4 separate regions of the Mus musculus genome follow, and all the other regions are linked to region 4. Evidence: chromatin contacts called from public HiChIP or PLAC-seq and promoter capture Hi-C data. All regions are on one chromosome and are shown on one strand. Each heading gives the region's core, a stretch centred on a gene start, on an enhancer-like site or on the middle of the called end of the contact. The rest is flanking DNA. Distances are from core to core; before and after follow the strand shown.

Evidence for each region. Promoter capture Hi-C pulls out the DNA fragments that hold promoters and counts their contacts. HiChIP or PLAC-seq counts read pairs in DNA pulled down with a chosen protein or histone mark.
Region 1: a contact with region 4 is called in a promoter capture Hi-C map of embryonic stem cells, with 2.0 times the contacts expected there. The contact joins the enhancer-like site here to the promoter of Stac2 in region 4. A contact is called at or near these places in 17 of 39 promoter capture datasets (the 3T3-L1 cell line, the C10 cell line, the HPC-7 cell line and 9 more), 1 of 15 datasets of contacts at CTCF or cohesin (the NIH/3T3 cell line), 8 of 484 Hi-C or Micro-C datasets (B cells, the G1E-ER4 cell line, Th1 cells and 5 more), 6 of 115 datasets of contacts at active chromatin or transcription factors (craniofacial prominence, embryonic stem cells and pancreatic cancer cells) and 5 of 9 other capture datasets (adipose tissue, embryonic stem cells, liver and 2 more).
Region 2: an HNF4G HiChIP or PLAC-seq map of pancreatic cancer cells shows a contact between it and region 4. The contact joins the enhancer-like site here to the promoter of Stac2 in region 4. A contact is called at or near these places in 1 of 39 promoter capture datasets (embryonic stem cells), 1 of 484 Hi-C or Micro-C datasets (embryonic stem cells), 10 of 115 datasets of contacts at active chromatin or transcription factors (bone marrow-derived macrophages, double positive thymocytes, embryonic hindbrain and 4 more) and 2 of 9 other capture datasets (adipose tissue and liver).
Region 3: an H3K27ac HiChIP or PLAC-seq map of embryonic stem cells shows a contact between it and region 4, with 9 read pairs. The contact joins the promoter of Med1 here to the promoter of Stac2 in region 4. A contact is called at or near these places in 3 of 39 promoter capture datasets (3T3-L1-derived adipocytes, macrophages and stem cell-derived epiblast-like cells), 2 of 484 Hi-C or Micro-C datasets (embryonic stem cells and trophoblast stem cells), 8 of 115 datasets of contacts at active chromatin or transcription factors (the SCID.adh cell line, bone marrow-derived macrophages, embryonic stem cells and 3 more) and 3 of 9 other capture datasets (adipose tissue, liver and pancreatic islet).

Annotation. Positions count from the first base shown.
Region 1 is chr11:97,904,671-97,907,818 of GRCm38.p6, reverse strand. No RefSeq gene overlaps it. Among named protein-coding and RNA genes, the nearest start is that of Fbxo47, 22 kb to the right of the region's middle. Within about 2 kb of position 1,513, at least 16 of the 459 cell types and tissues checked have an H3K27ac peak or open chromatin away from gene starts, as enhancers often do. A contact at or near this core is called in Th1 cells and embryonic stem cells, where this site is marked.
Region 2 is chr11:97,815,603-97,818,908 of GRCm38.p6, reverse strand. It overlaps Lasp1 (LIM and SH3 protein 1), which reads right to left. Exons shown (of 7, transcript NM_010688.5): 3 at 3,127-3,211. Among named protein-coding and RNA genes, the nearest start is that of Lasp1, 18 kb to the right of the region's middle. Within about 2 kb of position 1,363, at least 170 of the 459 cell types and tissues checked have an H3K27ac peak or open chromatin away from gene starts, as enhancers often do. A contact at or near this core is called in adipose tissue, bone marrow-derived macrophages, embryonic stem cells and 3 more, where this site is marked.
Region 3 is chr11:98,191,857-98,194,871 of GRCm38.p6, reverse strand. It overlaps Med1 (mediator complex subunit 1), which reads left to right and starts at 1,579. Exons shown (of 17, transcript NM_001080118.1): 1 at 1,579-1,813. The coding sequence starts at 1,789. It overlaps Gm38963 (a long non-coding RNA gene), which reads left to right. Exons shown (of 4, transcript XR_880193.2): 4 at 835-936.
Region 4 is chr11:98,051,663-98,054,782 of GRCm38.p6, reverse strand. Stac2 (SH3 and cysteine rich domain 2) reads left to right here and starts at 1,321. Exons shown (of 11, transcript NM_146028.4): 1 at 1,321-1,890. The coding sequence starts at 1,801.

The DNA.
Region 1 (3,148 bases), core at 264-2,763, 150 kb after region 4:
CTTAGGCTATGGTGGAGGAAGGTGATGGAGGGTGGGCTGTAGTGGAGGGTGGGCTGTGGTGGAGAGTAGATAAGCTGTGGTAGAGGGTGGGCTGTGGTGGAGGGAGGGTGGCCTGTGGTGGAGGGAGGATGGGCTGTGGTGGAGGGTAAGGGAAGAAATGGGTATTGACTTTAGAGAAGCTGCTGGGCACTTTGTAAAGACCTGATCAGGCATGCTGAGGCCTCCCACTAAGGAAGGGGACTGGTGGAATTGTCACAGATCTAAGGAATGCTTTCCGGGCACAGCAGACATCATAGGTTGCAGTAGAGGATCGGTGGCGGCCAGGGAGGGCAGGCACAGGGTCCTGAGTATACCCTACTCTACGTACTTCCCTCTTTCTGGCCCCCTTGGATAGTGAGCCTTTATATAAGCCCCTTCCTGGCTCTCAGCATCCTAGAATAGCCACATAGGGTACTGGTTTCTTATTTTCAAGTGCTCAATACATATTTTTTGGTGAAGGTCTACAGAGATGCTTTTGAGAGATACTGAAGCCCCTCAGCGGGACAGTGGGAAGTCAAACTGGGCAGACAGGGTTGCTTTAATGAGAGCACCTGCTTGGCAAGAGACTGGATACGCAGCAGGAGCATCCGATGGCAAAAGAATGATGGGGACATTAACAGAAGTAACAGGAGCAGGGGCGGAAGAGAATGCGTGGGAAAGGGCAGTGCGACGGTGCTTCTGGGTTGGGACAAGACCGCTAAAAATATCTGCCCAGCAGCTGGACACATAGAACGCCAGCCCCACTAACCTTGTGGCCTGGGAAGGTCCTACTTTCATTTCTGTTGTAGTGATAAAAGATTCTGACAACAGTTTAGGAAAGAAGCAGTTTATTCTACTGATAATTGCAGGCTATATTCCATTATTTCAGGGAACTCAAGGCAGGAACCTAACGTATCAAATCCACAGTCAATGCAAAGAGAGAAGAAGCTGGCTGCCATCTCTCTTTATTCTGTCTTATGCAGTTCAGGACTCTCCCTGCATAGAGAATGATGCCTCCCATAGTGGGCAGGGTCTTTCTACCACAATTAACAATCAAGGCATTTTCCACAGACAGGACTAAATAGGCCACCCTGATCTAGATAATTCTCCAATAGGAAAGACTCCCGGAGGTGCTAGAGAGAAGGCTCAGTGCTTAAGAGCCTGTGTTATGCGTTACTTTTGCAGAGGAACCAAGTTTTGTTCCCAGCACCCATGTCTTTTTTTTTTTTTTTTTTTTTTTGGTTTTTTTTTTTTGGTTTTTTCGAAACAGGGTTTCTCTGTATAGCCCTGGCTGTCCTGGAACTCACTTTGTAGACCAGGCTGGCCTTGAACTCAGAAATCAACCTGCTTCTGCCTCCCGAGGGCCCATGTCTTTTTTTTAAAAAGATACATTTAAAAAAATGATTCATTTTGAAAAGAGTCAAGATGTGTCAAGCTGCTAGTAAAAACCAGAGCAGGAGCCACACGCAAAGCTGTGCTAGCAGTTGTCTCAGGAGAGGGTGTGACCACCCAGGAGGGCAGAGAGAAGACAAGAGGCTCTGGGTGGAGCCTTGAATCAACACTGAGGAGAAAAGAGCAACTAGCTGTTGAGGAAAGAAAAGGAGACTCCGGCAAGGGCAGAGTCAAGGCAGACAGGGAGGAGTGGCTTAGGCCAGGAGATGACCCCAGGATGCCCCAGAAATCCAGTGAGCAAACCTGGGCTACCACCCAGTAGCAAGAGAGTTCTCAGAGGACACAGTGATGAGGCTGTGGGAGGGCAGGATCCAGATTGTGTTGGTTAACAAAGAAGTGGGTGTGAGGGCTATGGAAGCCAAGGGAAACACTCTGGGAAGGGCTCTGGCAGGATGCAGAGAAGAAAGTCCCACTCCAGATGGAGGTGGGGCTGAGGGGAGCCTGTGTACAGAATGGGAGACACAAGAAGGGGTTTGTAAGCAGAAGAGGAGTCTGGAGGCAAAGGGCGTTTGATGATAGAGAAGGTCCCAAGGCAAGAGAGCGCACAGTCAGACTAATGATAGCTTAGCACATGCCTAGCTTGTGTCAGAGCATGGGTTTCCTGTCAGAACCTCAACAATAGAGTAAAAAGCATGCAGATCAAAGGAGTGATGCATTTAGTGAACATAGCAAGTCCTTAGAGAAGTGGAGTGTGAGCTACACAGCATCAGTCTGTTTTATTTCACCTCATCTTCACAAAGGACTTACTGTTTTCACTAAAATGCAAGAAAGTTAAATGGGTCACCCAAGATCACATAGCTTATCAAAGCTCGGGATCAAAGAATCAGTGAAGAGAAGTTCATAGGCTGAAGACTCAGTGCAGTTGGTAGGTGCTTGCCTAGCCTGCACGAAACCATGGGTTCAATCCCCAGTTCTACATAAACTGAGCATGGTGGCTCAAGGCTGTGATCCCAGCACTTAAGAGATAGAGGCAAGAAGATTAGAAATTCAAAGATAAATATCCTTGGCGACATATTGAGGGGCCCAGCCTGGGCTACATAAGACCTGTCTCAAAAAGAGAGAGATATATTAGGTACCAAAGACCCAAAGAGAATAGGAAGCAGGCTCTTGCCCTCATAGCCTTACAACCAACATCAGTAGACTAGGCTCTACCCTACCAACAAAATGCTCAGAAGATGTGCAAATAATAAAAGTTCAGCTGGGGCAAAGGAGAGGATGCACCAGGCCGAGTTCAAGAGGAGGTGACGTTTGACCTGAGTCTGGAAAAACCAGAAGGGAAAAGTTGGCTGACAAGCGAGTGACCGTCCCAGACAAATAGAACTAATACGCACAAGCCTGAGCCGCTGGGAACTGTGACCAATTCACTGTTCCGGAACACGGGGTAGGTGTGGCCGGGTACAGGATAGCAGTGTGCCAAGATGGGGGTGTAGGAAAATGGCACACTGTCCTGAAGCACTGTAATGTTTTCCCTTGATCAAGCAAGGGAAAAGTATCAGATTTGCACTCGACGGCAAGAGTGCGGGAGGTCTCCTGGGAACAGCACGGTGAATGAACGAAATAAGAACTGTGGGAATCCAAGGAGCCAGCCAGAGATGGTACAGTATGGTAGCCCAGGCAAGAAGGGATGGGCGGAGACACTGGCATTTGTAATGCAACAGAGAATGAATATATATGTTCA
Region 2 (3,306 bases), core at 114-2,613, 240 kb after region 4:
GTGGGGGAACAAGGCAGAAACGGCCCAGGCAGCTCCCCAAAGGAAAGAGCCCACACATGAAGCCAGGCCAGGAAGCAGGCAGCCCTGGAAGGAGCCCAGGATGCCCTGCCCTGCTGGAGTGGGGCAGGGAAGGGGAGAAAGGTTCCCACTTTGCTTCCAGCCAGCCACACAAAGCCCTAGCTAGCCCTGCCCCCACAGCAGCCACAGATCTATCACTAGCCAGGCCGGTCCTGCCAAGCCCTTAGCGACAGGCCCAGCCCCCAACTTCCAGGCAAATGGGTCTCCATCTCTATTTCACTACAGAGGGAGGAAAAAAACTATGAGGGGGAAAGAAATACAAACAAACAAACAAAGGGCTCAGACTGCACAGATGGTAGACAGTGGGAGAGACACACCACCCAAAGCTTTCTTTTCCACATGGTCCTGCAGGTCCGCAGGTCCAGGAACAGATCTGTGCCCCCAATGCAGACGGTCAATTCCTTCACCTCCCACCCCGTTGACTGGGATCACACAGACCCTCCAGTGTGTCACCATCCCGAGGCTACCACCTGTTGGCTTTATTAGCTCTACCCTGCTAGCACCTAACTTAGCAGCCCAAGCAGAGGAAGTCTCCAGGGCACCAGGCCTGGTTTGGGCAGAGGCGCACAAACACCAGTAATCCCAGCCCCCAGGAGGCTGAGTTGGAAGGATTAGCAGGGGTTTGAGGCCGGCCTGGGTTAACCTCCTTTGAGCTGGTGTGATGGGCAGTCAGTCCTATAGAACAGCTCCAGCTGTGCACTGAGGCCCCATCAGCTAAGCTCAAAATCTGCCTGCCTGTGGGCTGGGCAAGTGGTCCTGAGAGACAAGGAGTTAGAGTCCCAGCCGGACGGATGGACTGACAGTCAGGGGGCCGTGGCTAGATAAGAAAGATGGTGAGCTTTCATCAGCGTGGCTTCTCCAAACCTCAGTGACCCCACCTACGTAATAAAAACAGCCCCTTCTTAATCTAGGAGTAGGGACTCACACCTAAAATACCAACACCCAGGAGGCTGAGGCAGGAGAATTCCATCTCAAACTACATAGGTAATGCCAGCCCAGCCAAGGATACAGTGAGATCCCGGCTCAAAACAACAACAACAACAAAAGACAAAAGACAAAAAAAAAAAAAAGAGAAGCCAACAACCAAAGAGGGAGCCCCACAAAAGCAGCTCTTCCCTTTTTGACAATACGATTGTGAGAACTGATACACACAGGGCCTCCTGCCTCTCAGTAAGAAACTAAGAGAACGTTATGGCAGCCCACAGCAGACCCTAGAGTCTAGGAACCTCCGAGTCTGTGTGTGGAGAGCAGGGCAGCCCTACAAACAGCAAGGGCAGCCCTGATGCCCCTGTACACAGGCACGGGTAGTAGGGCTGGCTGGCTGCCTTCTGATATCAGCCCCGCCCTACAGGGGTCAGATTCCAGAAGCAAAAAAAAAAAAAAGCTGAGGTGGAGCTCTCATGGGCTCCCAAGGGCAAGTGGGTTGGGTTTCTCCTTAAAGTAGAATGTAGAAAGAAAGAAAAAAGAAGAGGAGGAAAAAGACAAAAGGGGAGGGAAAAAAAGAAAAGGAGGAGGAGAAGGAAGAAGAGGAGGAGGAGGAGGAGGAGAAGGAAGACGAGTGGAGAAGAAGGAGGCAATCTCTCGCTTGGCCCAGGCATCTGGCCCTCTGACCCCTCTCCCTGCCTGCTGGACCATTCCATCGTCATCTGGAGTCATTCAGAGCAGCTTCCCCAGGAAATGCTAAGGGGCAAGCAGCTGCCTGTGCTGTGGGACACACTGGAGGGCTACACACTCAAGGCACACACTGGTGTGTGGGAGTGAAGAGCCCAGATACGGCAGGCAGCCTCGCTCGCTCAATATGGCCTTGAACTCTTGAGGGCTCGCTTCCAAGAGGGACGTGGGGGACTGATCCCAAACCTGCCCTTGGAGTGGCATCAAGGCCCAGAAGGAGAAGCTATCACACCGCTTTTAGGTTTCCCACGTTCTCAGCAGCCTCGGGGTCTGCTGTGCTTCTTAAGGAGAGGAAACTGTTCCCTTCAGGTAGTAGATAGGAAACTATAAGCCAGATGTGGTATGACCTGCAATCTTGGCACTTGGGAGATGGAGACATGAGGAGGGAATCAATGCTATTCTCTTTTTTTTTCCTCCTAAGATTTTTTTCGTGTGTGTTTAATTATATGTAGGTGCGTGCTTCCATGAGGTTATGTGCACGTAAACGCACGTGAGCGCACGTGACGCAGACACCGGAGGCTTCAGATTCCCCCAGAGCTAGAGATACAAACGTTGTAATGACGTGAGTTTCTGAGCTGTTTTTCCAGCCCCCAAGGCAATGTCTTAAAAGGGTTATATGGCATTATCATCTCAGGACAACCAGAACAAACAAAAAAAAACCCACCTGAAGCAGTCGTGCAAGGGTCTGTGCCCGAGTGAGCCCTTGTGGCCCAGGTGGCACCAACCTGGGCCCCTTGCCAACTCAGTAAATTCCCCCACTGTATTCTCTCATCTAATCCTTTAATCCTCACTGAGGCAGGCCAGGCTGGTTCCAGGCAGGCTCTCGGAGCTCCAGACCACCTAGCATGGCGCAGCTCAGTGCCCCTGAAGGACAGAGTCTTCCCCTCTGAGCCAGGGCATATCATGCCTCCTTCTCTATTGTTGGAACAACCCGTATCACTCAGGAAAGCCAAACTAAAGAGATGGGAGGATGGGCCCCTCATACCGCCCTCCCTCCAAGACATCCAAAAGGTCTCAAGACAAGGTTACAGAGGACAGGCTGTGCATCACAGACTAGTATAGTTTTCTGGTTGGCTCTCAGCTCTTCTGTGTCACGTGTAAAGGAACAGAACAGAAGGCTCTAGGAGCCCAGGAGAGTCAAACATATGTCCACGCCTCCCCAACCAATTTCAGGTATGAAGGCGGTATTTCCGCCCTCCCTGACCTCTGCAGAAGTCAGGAAGTGTGAAGTAACTGAGCAAGGGTGGGGATGGGGAGACGACAGGCCAGCCTGGGATTTCAGCACCGCAGGCCTTACAGAGACCACAAATGCCCTGGCTCAATCCTGTTACACAACCCCACTCCCCTTCCACCAGCCCCAGAGCGCCGGGTTCTCACCTGACTCTGCAGCTCGCTCTGTTGCTTGAGGCGGAGATTTTCCGGAGTGTCGGCCACCATGGTGAAGGACTGCTTGGGATAGTGTCTGTGGGACAGAGAGTGGATCAGGCGTCACTCAGGGCAAAGACAGGGAATTCTGAGCTTCTCTTATAACTGAGCAGCCCCTGCTGGCCTGCCAAT
Region 3 (3,015 bases), core at 330-2,829, 140 kb before region 4:
AAGCCGGTGGATCTTTGTGAAGTCAGGCCAGTCTGACCATGCATCCAGGCCCCGAGCAGCCAGAGCTACAGGAGCCCTGTCTCAAAACCAATAAGACAAACAGCAACAAAAGCCTAAAGTACTGCGGTCCTCTTTTTAAGAATTTTAGATATTACTTTAACAGTTTCTGTGCTTGATATAGGTTAAGTCCTTATTTATTTACTATAAATTGTGCATTACCTCTGTACAAATGGGAAACAAATTAAGCTCAATTTAGATCAATATACTGTTAATTTCTGTACAGAGCCAAGCTCAACATGGTAAACGATGATAATGTTTTCCAAAAATCATCTTCTTTGTGTGTGTGAAGTCATTCTTTTTTTGTTTTGTTTTTGTTTGTTTGTTTGTTTTGTTTTTTGGGTTTTTTTTTTTTTTTTGGTTTTTCGAGACAGGGTTTCTCTGTGTAGCCCTGGCTGTCCTGGAACTCACTCTGTAAACCAGGCTGGCCTCCAACTCAGAAATCTGCCTGCCTCTGCCTCCCTAGTTCCTTTCTTTTTCTTTTATTTATTATATATATATGTATGTATGCGTGTATATGTGTATATGTATGTGTGTGTGTGTGTGTATATATATATACTGTACCTGTCTTCAGACACTCCAGAAGAGTGAGTCAGATCTCATTACAGATGGTTGTGAGCCACCATGTGGTTGCTGGGAATTGAACTCAGGACCTCCTGAAGAGCAGTCGGTGCTCTTAAATTAACTGAGCCATCTCTCCAGCCCCTTCTTTCTTTTTTTTAAACAACATAACTGCTTCTGGTTCTTCAGGAAATTTCACCTTCCCACTTTCTCTAGGAATTAAACCCAGGACTTCAGACATGCTAATCAGGTATGTTGCTGGTGAGTTACAAGTCTTGTCATCTTACAAATCTTACTTTTTTGTTGTTTTGTTTTGTTTTTGTCCAGGCAAGGTTTCTCTGTAGCCTTGGCTGTCCAGAAACTTTGTAGACCAGGCTGCCCTCATACTCAGAGATCTACCTGCCTCTCCCTTCAGAGCGCTGGGATTAAAGGTGTGCGCCACCACCAGGCAAACTCTAAACACCCAAACACTAAAACTCACTGGAAATCTTTCAGTAGAGATTATTTTGTAAGGACCGGTTTTCACTATCCCCTTCCTCATTGGGATTATAGGAGTGTGCCACTTTTCCAGGTGCTCAAAGAGCAAACATTTTGTTTCGTTTGAGACAGGGTTTCTCTGTGTAGCCATGGCTGTCCTGGAACTCACACTGTAGACCAGGCTGGCCTCGAACTCAGAGTTCCGCCTGTCTGCTGGGATCAAAGGCTTGAGCCGCCACCACCGCGGGACGGAAGAGCTAACGCTTTTAATTTACAAATTGTGTAACTGTCGGGATGCAAACATAAACTTTCAGAGAGATGTCAACTCTGGGCACACACCCTTAGACGCCAAGGTGTGAATTCTGAGCCAATCGGAGCCGGGCCTGCTAGAGATCCTGCGGGGAGGACGAAATCAGCCAACCTCCGCGAGACTTTGGTGCGGTTCCTTCTTCCTCCGTCTCACAGGAACACGATTAATCTCGCGATCTTTGGGAAGTTCCGTTGGGGAAGATGGCGGCGGCCGCGAGCACCCTTCTCTTCTTGCCGCCGGGGACTTCAGACTGAGCCTTCCCCGGAAGAGTCGGGGCCGCTGGTGCGCCGCTTCCCCGGAGCCCAGGCTAACTTGGTTCCCCTCTGAGTGGCGGGGAAAGGCTCCCCGGCTCGTGGCGGACCCAAGACCTCCCCGCTGTCAGGATGAAGGCTCAGGGGGAAACCGAGGGTGAGTGACTGGGGGGTGGCGGGGAAGGAGGGGCGGTACACCGCTGCGGCGAGCCAATCCGAGAGAGGAGGTGGGGACCCACGCCCCTCCAGGGCCACCGTGCGTGGGACCGGATCCTGGTGGAATGTGCATCTTAGATCCCGACCGAGCCCTACAGATGCTGGAGCGCCTCCTCCGGGGCGCTGCTCCCCCGTCTCCTCCACTCGTGAAAGGTTTTCTGCGGGACGAGGGACGAGGAAGTTGAGCCTCAGGGTACTTTGAGCTTAGCCCGGTGGGACCCAAGGAGAGGGAAACTGAAACTTGTTGATGCTTTGTTCCAGGAGAGATCGCTGAAGATGACACTAGAACAATGTAATGTCAAAGTAATGGAGGGTGTTTTAGCCGGAGTGACTTGCTTGGTTCGATCTTCATCATAGTAAAAGCGGGCCGTTTATTACTTGGAAGGTCATAGTGTTCAAATACTGTGCTGTGTCTTTACGAACTGCTTTCAGTTGTGCACGACCGGTGGCTTTAAAGCTTGGGGGAGAGGTGTTCAGAACTATAAACTGGCAGGAACAATCCCCAAACCAGTTTCCCAGTTGAGGGAAGAAAAGGGAAGGGATAGAATCTTCTTTGTTTCTTGAGACAAGGTCCCCCTGCCTCAGCCTCCCAAGTGCGGGCTTACACACCTCTCGGCCAGCTAAGAGTTTGATTCTTGGTTCAGATACTCCCTCCCACGACCTGGACTGGCTTATCCAAAAATGAAGTCTCGACATTTGTAGCAAAGTGGACGATACTCAAAATAAGCCATATTAAGATAAATAGCACATTTTCTCTTATGAGGAATCTCGACGTAGGTATGTGTTGGTGTGTGTTGGTTGTGAAAACATGGGACCATGTGGGAACAAAGGAGGTCTGCAGGATAGAAAGGTTAGTGGAATATGAAATGAAGTGAGAGGTTTGGCTGTTTGGAGGTTGGGGCAGTGTGGCTCTCAGAGGGAGAGGACTTGGACCAAGTATAATGGCCTATATGTATAAGAATGCCAAAATGATATGCATTGCTTTGTATGTTAATTTAAAGATAATTTAGAGGCTGGGAATGTAGAGCAGTGGTTAGAGTAATGTCTTCTTGTCCATGGGTTCAATTCCCAGCACCAAAAGAAAAGGAAAAAGGGAGCCAGGTGTGGTGGCCCACAGCTTTAATCCCAGCACCTGGGAGGCAG
Region 4 (3,120 bases), core at 72-2,571:
CAGGCTGGCCTGGAACTCAGAAATCCACCTGCCTCTGCCTCCCAAGTGCTGGGATTAAAGGCGTGCACCACCACCGCCCGGCTATTTTTTCTTTTGAGATAGGATCTCACTATAATCTTAACTGGTCTGAACTTACTTTGTAGATGAGACTGGCCTGAAATTCACAGAGAGATATGGCTTCCTCTGGCTCTCGGTTGCTGGTATTATAGGCATGCACCACCATGCCTGGTTTGGCTTCACTTTTGACTCATTAAGGTGTCTTCAGTCTGTAACCTTAACATTAGGGAGACTGCAGCAGGAAGATGATGCGTTTGAAGCCAGCCTGGGCTACATAGTGCATTCCAGGCCAACCTGGGAGACATAGACAGACCCTGTCTCAAAAATAAAAAATGTAGACTGCTAGGATAGTTTTTTGTTGTTGTTGTTGTTTTGTTTGGTTTGGTTTTTTGAGACAGGATTTCTCTGTGTAGCCCTGGTTGTCCTGGAACTCACTCTGTAGACCAGGCTGGCCTTGAACTCAGAAATCCTCCTGCCTCTGCCTCCCAAGTGCTGGGATTAAAGGTGTGTGCCACCACGCCCCGGCACGCTAGGATAGTTTAAAATCATTCAAGTATAAGGGCCTGACTTTAATCTCCAGCCTCTATTTAAAAGGGCCAAATCCACAGCACTGGGAAAGTAGACAGGATTTCTGGGGCTCCACGGCCAGCCACTCTAGCCAAATTGGCTTACAATGAGAGACTCAGACTCAAATTTCTTGGTAGATGGCTCCTGAGGAATGGAACTGGAAGCTAACCTCTGCCAACCAAACTCACACGTGCGCTTCTCATACAGTCAGACATAAGAGCACGCGGATCATAAACACACACAAAACAGCCTGTTCTCTGCTTCAGGGAGCGTCTATAAGTCTAGTAGTGGTATGTATAATTTGATGAGATTCTAGAAAGGCATCAAGTTAATGGGGCGAGCGGGTCTTTTTCTCTGTCAAGGTGCGGCATCTTCCAATGTGCACTATCAGAACGCTGTAACTTTGATTTTCCTCTCGGCTATTCTGCGGCATCCTCGAATTATTTGCATTTCCAGACTCTAGTATCATTGTCCCAGCCCTCCTTCAATTTTGTCTCCCCACCTATCGGCCCCCATTTCGGGCTTTCCATTGTAAAACTACCCCTCCGCTTCTTTACCCTCCAAACCCCTCCCCATCTTGTCGAGCCCCCCAAGACTCCACCCAGCTGGCCCTCCTAGCCACCACCGCAGCCAATAGCTGAGAACCTTCATTTGCATAGCTGCGCGGGGGAGTGGCGGAGGGAAGGGGGAGGGACCAGGCGACCTCCTAAATCAAAGTTGGGAGGCTAGGACTGGGCGGAGGGGCCGCCGGGTGCAAGGCTGGGGCCGGCGCGGGGAGGGGGAGGGAGATGGGGGGCGGGCGCAGAGGACGGCGGAGCCGGCCGGACTCGGACAGCTCGGTCGTTCCCTGGCTTTGCACATCCGCGCATCCCTACTTCCCTCCTCCTCCCGCGGAGCGCAGCATCCTCTGCAGACCCTTGGTCCTCACACCCCGGGTCGTCCAGCTTCCGCGGCTCGGGGTAATTGCCTCCCTCTCCCCTGCCACACCGACAACTTTCTCCCCTGGTGCCTGGGGTTAGGGGGCTGCTTTGCCTGGGAGGGTTTCTCCTGGGGTCACTGAAGAGCTGCCCCTGGAGAAAGGCTTGAGAGTCCCAAAGAGACGCCCGCCACTCACAGCCTGACCCCAGCGGGCCTGCCGTCGGGTCTCCGCACCCTCTCTTCCTTTATACCCCAACCATGACCGAAATGAGCGAGAAGGAGAATGAACCGGATGACGCGGCCACCCATACCCCCCCAGGGACCGTCTCCACCCTCCAAGAAACCAAGGTAAGTCGTGGGGTGCGAGGCCTGGCCCCGCCCGGGCATCTCTGACTTGGAGCGCTGATCACAGTGGCTGGGTCCCTTTGGGGTTACGGAAGCTAAACCGGGCCCGCGTGATTCCTAAGGCTGCGCGCCGTGCCGGGGAAGGAGGAGAGGGTTCGCGACGAGGGGACCCAAGGAGCAGATCACACGAGCACGACCCGCCAGAACGCGCGAGGCGCCGACGCGCTCCGGCTCCCTCCTGGGCGGTTGTAACTCGGCTTTGTTGGAGGGAATCGGCGCAGCGGAGGCGCAGGGCGTGTGTGGCCGTGTGTAGCGGGTGTGGGCCGGTGTACGCGCGCGTGTGTGCGTGCGGGGCGCACCCTCCCGGGGCCGCCACATCGCTGTCTGCGGCTCCCCGGGGCCCCCTCTCTCCTGCCTCTGAATTCCTAGCCACAACCGTCTCCTCGGAGCGTGCAGACTCTCCGCTTCTCTTTGCTTCCCTACGTGCTCCTCTGTGTGTCTCCGGCGTCCCTCTCTGACCCACAGCAGCCTGGCACGCACCTCGCGGACCGGTTAGGCTGGGGGCCCGAAAGGCTGCGGCCCCGGGTGCGCAGCTTTCAAGCCGGCGCTGGGGGCTGCGGCAGCGCGGGCCGTCGGTGGCGGGCGGGGACCCGGAGTGTTGCGGTTCCAGAGCCAGAGGCAGCCCCACCCCCCGCTTGGAGAACCAGGAGAGGGGAGGAGAGAGGGCAGAATCAAAAGAAGAAGTCATCGTAATTAATGAATGTCATAATTAACCCTAATTATCTATGATTGTTACTCTTGCGGGAGTCACAATGAATAAATTATTCTCCTATGAAGGCAGGCGGAGCCCAGACTGCGGGCACTGAAAGAGGTGGGGGAGGCTGTCGCTTACATTCCACCTCCCACTCCTAATGAGTCTGCCCCCTCCCCAACTTCTAGATGTTCATGAAGTTCTGTGGGAAGCTATCTGAGCGCCGGGAAATGGGAAGAGAGGATACTGTGGGAGGGAGCCCTCTCCCTTCCCTAGACTTCAGGACAAGACTTCCTCCTTTCTCCCTTCCACCCTGGTGTTTGTTACCGTCCTGGTCCTGTGACCAAGCAATACGTGGTGAGAACCAGAAATGGGCGGTGTCTTGAGGCTCTCTGGGGTCACAAGCTCCTACACAGCACTTCCTACCGACCATCTTTCTTCTCTGTCCATCTTGACCGGACCCTTAAGAATATGAGGTTAAT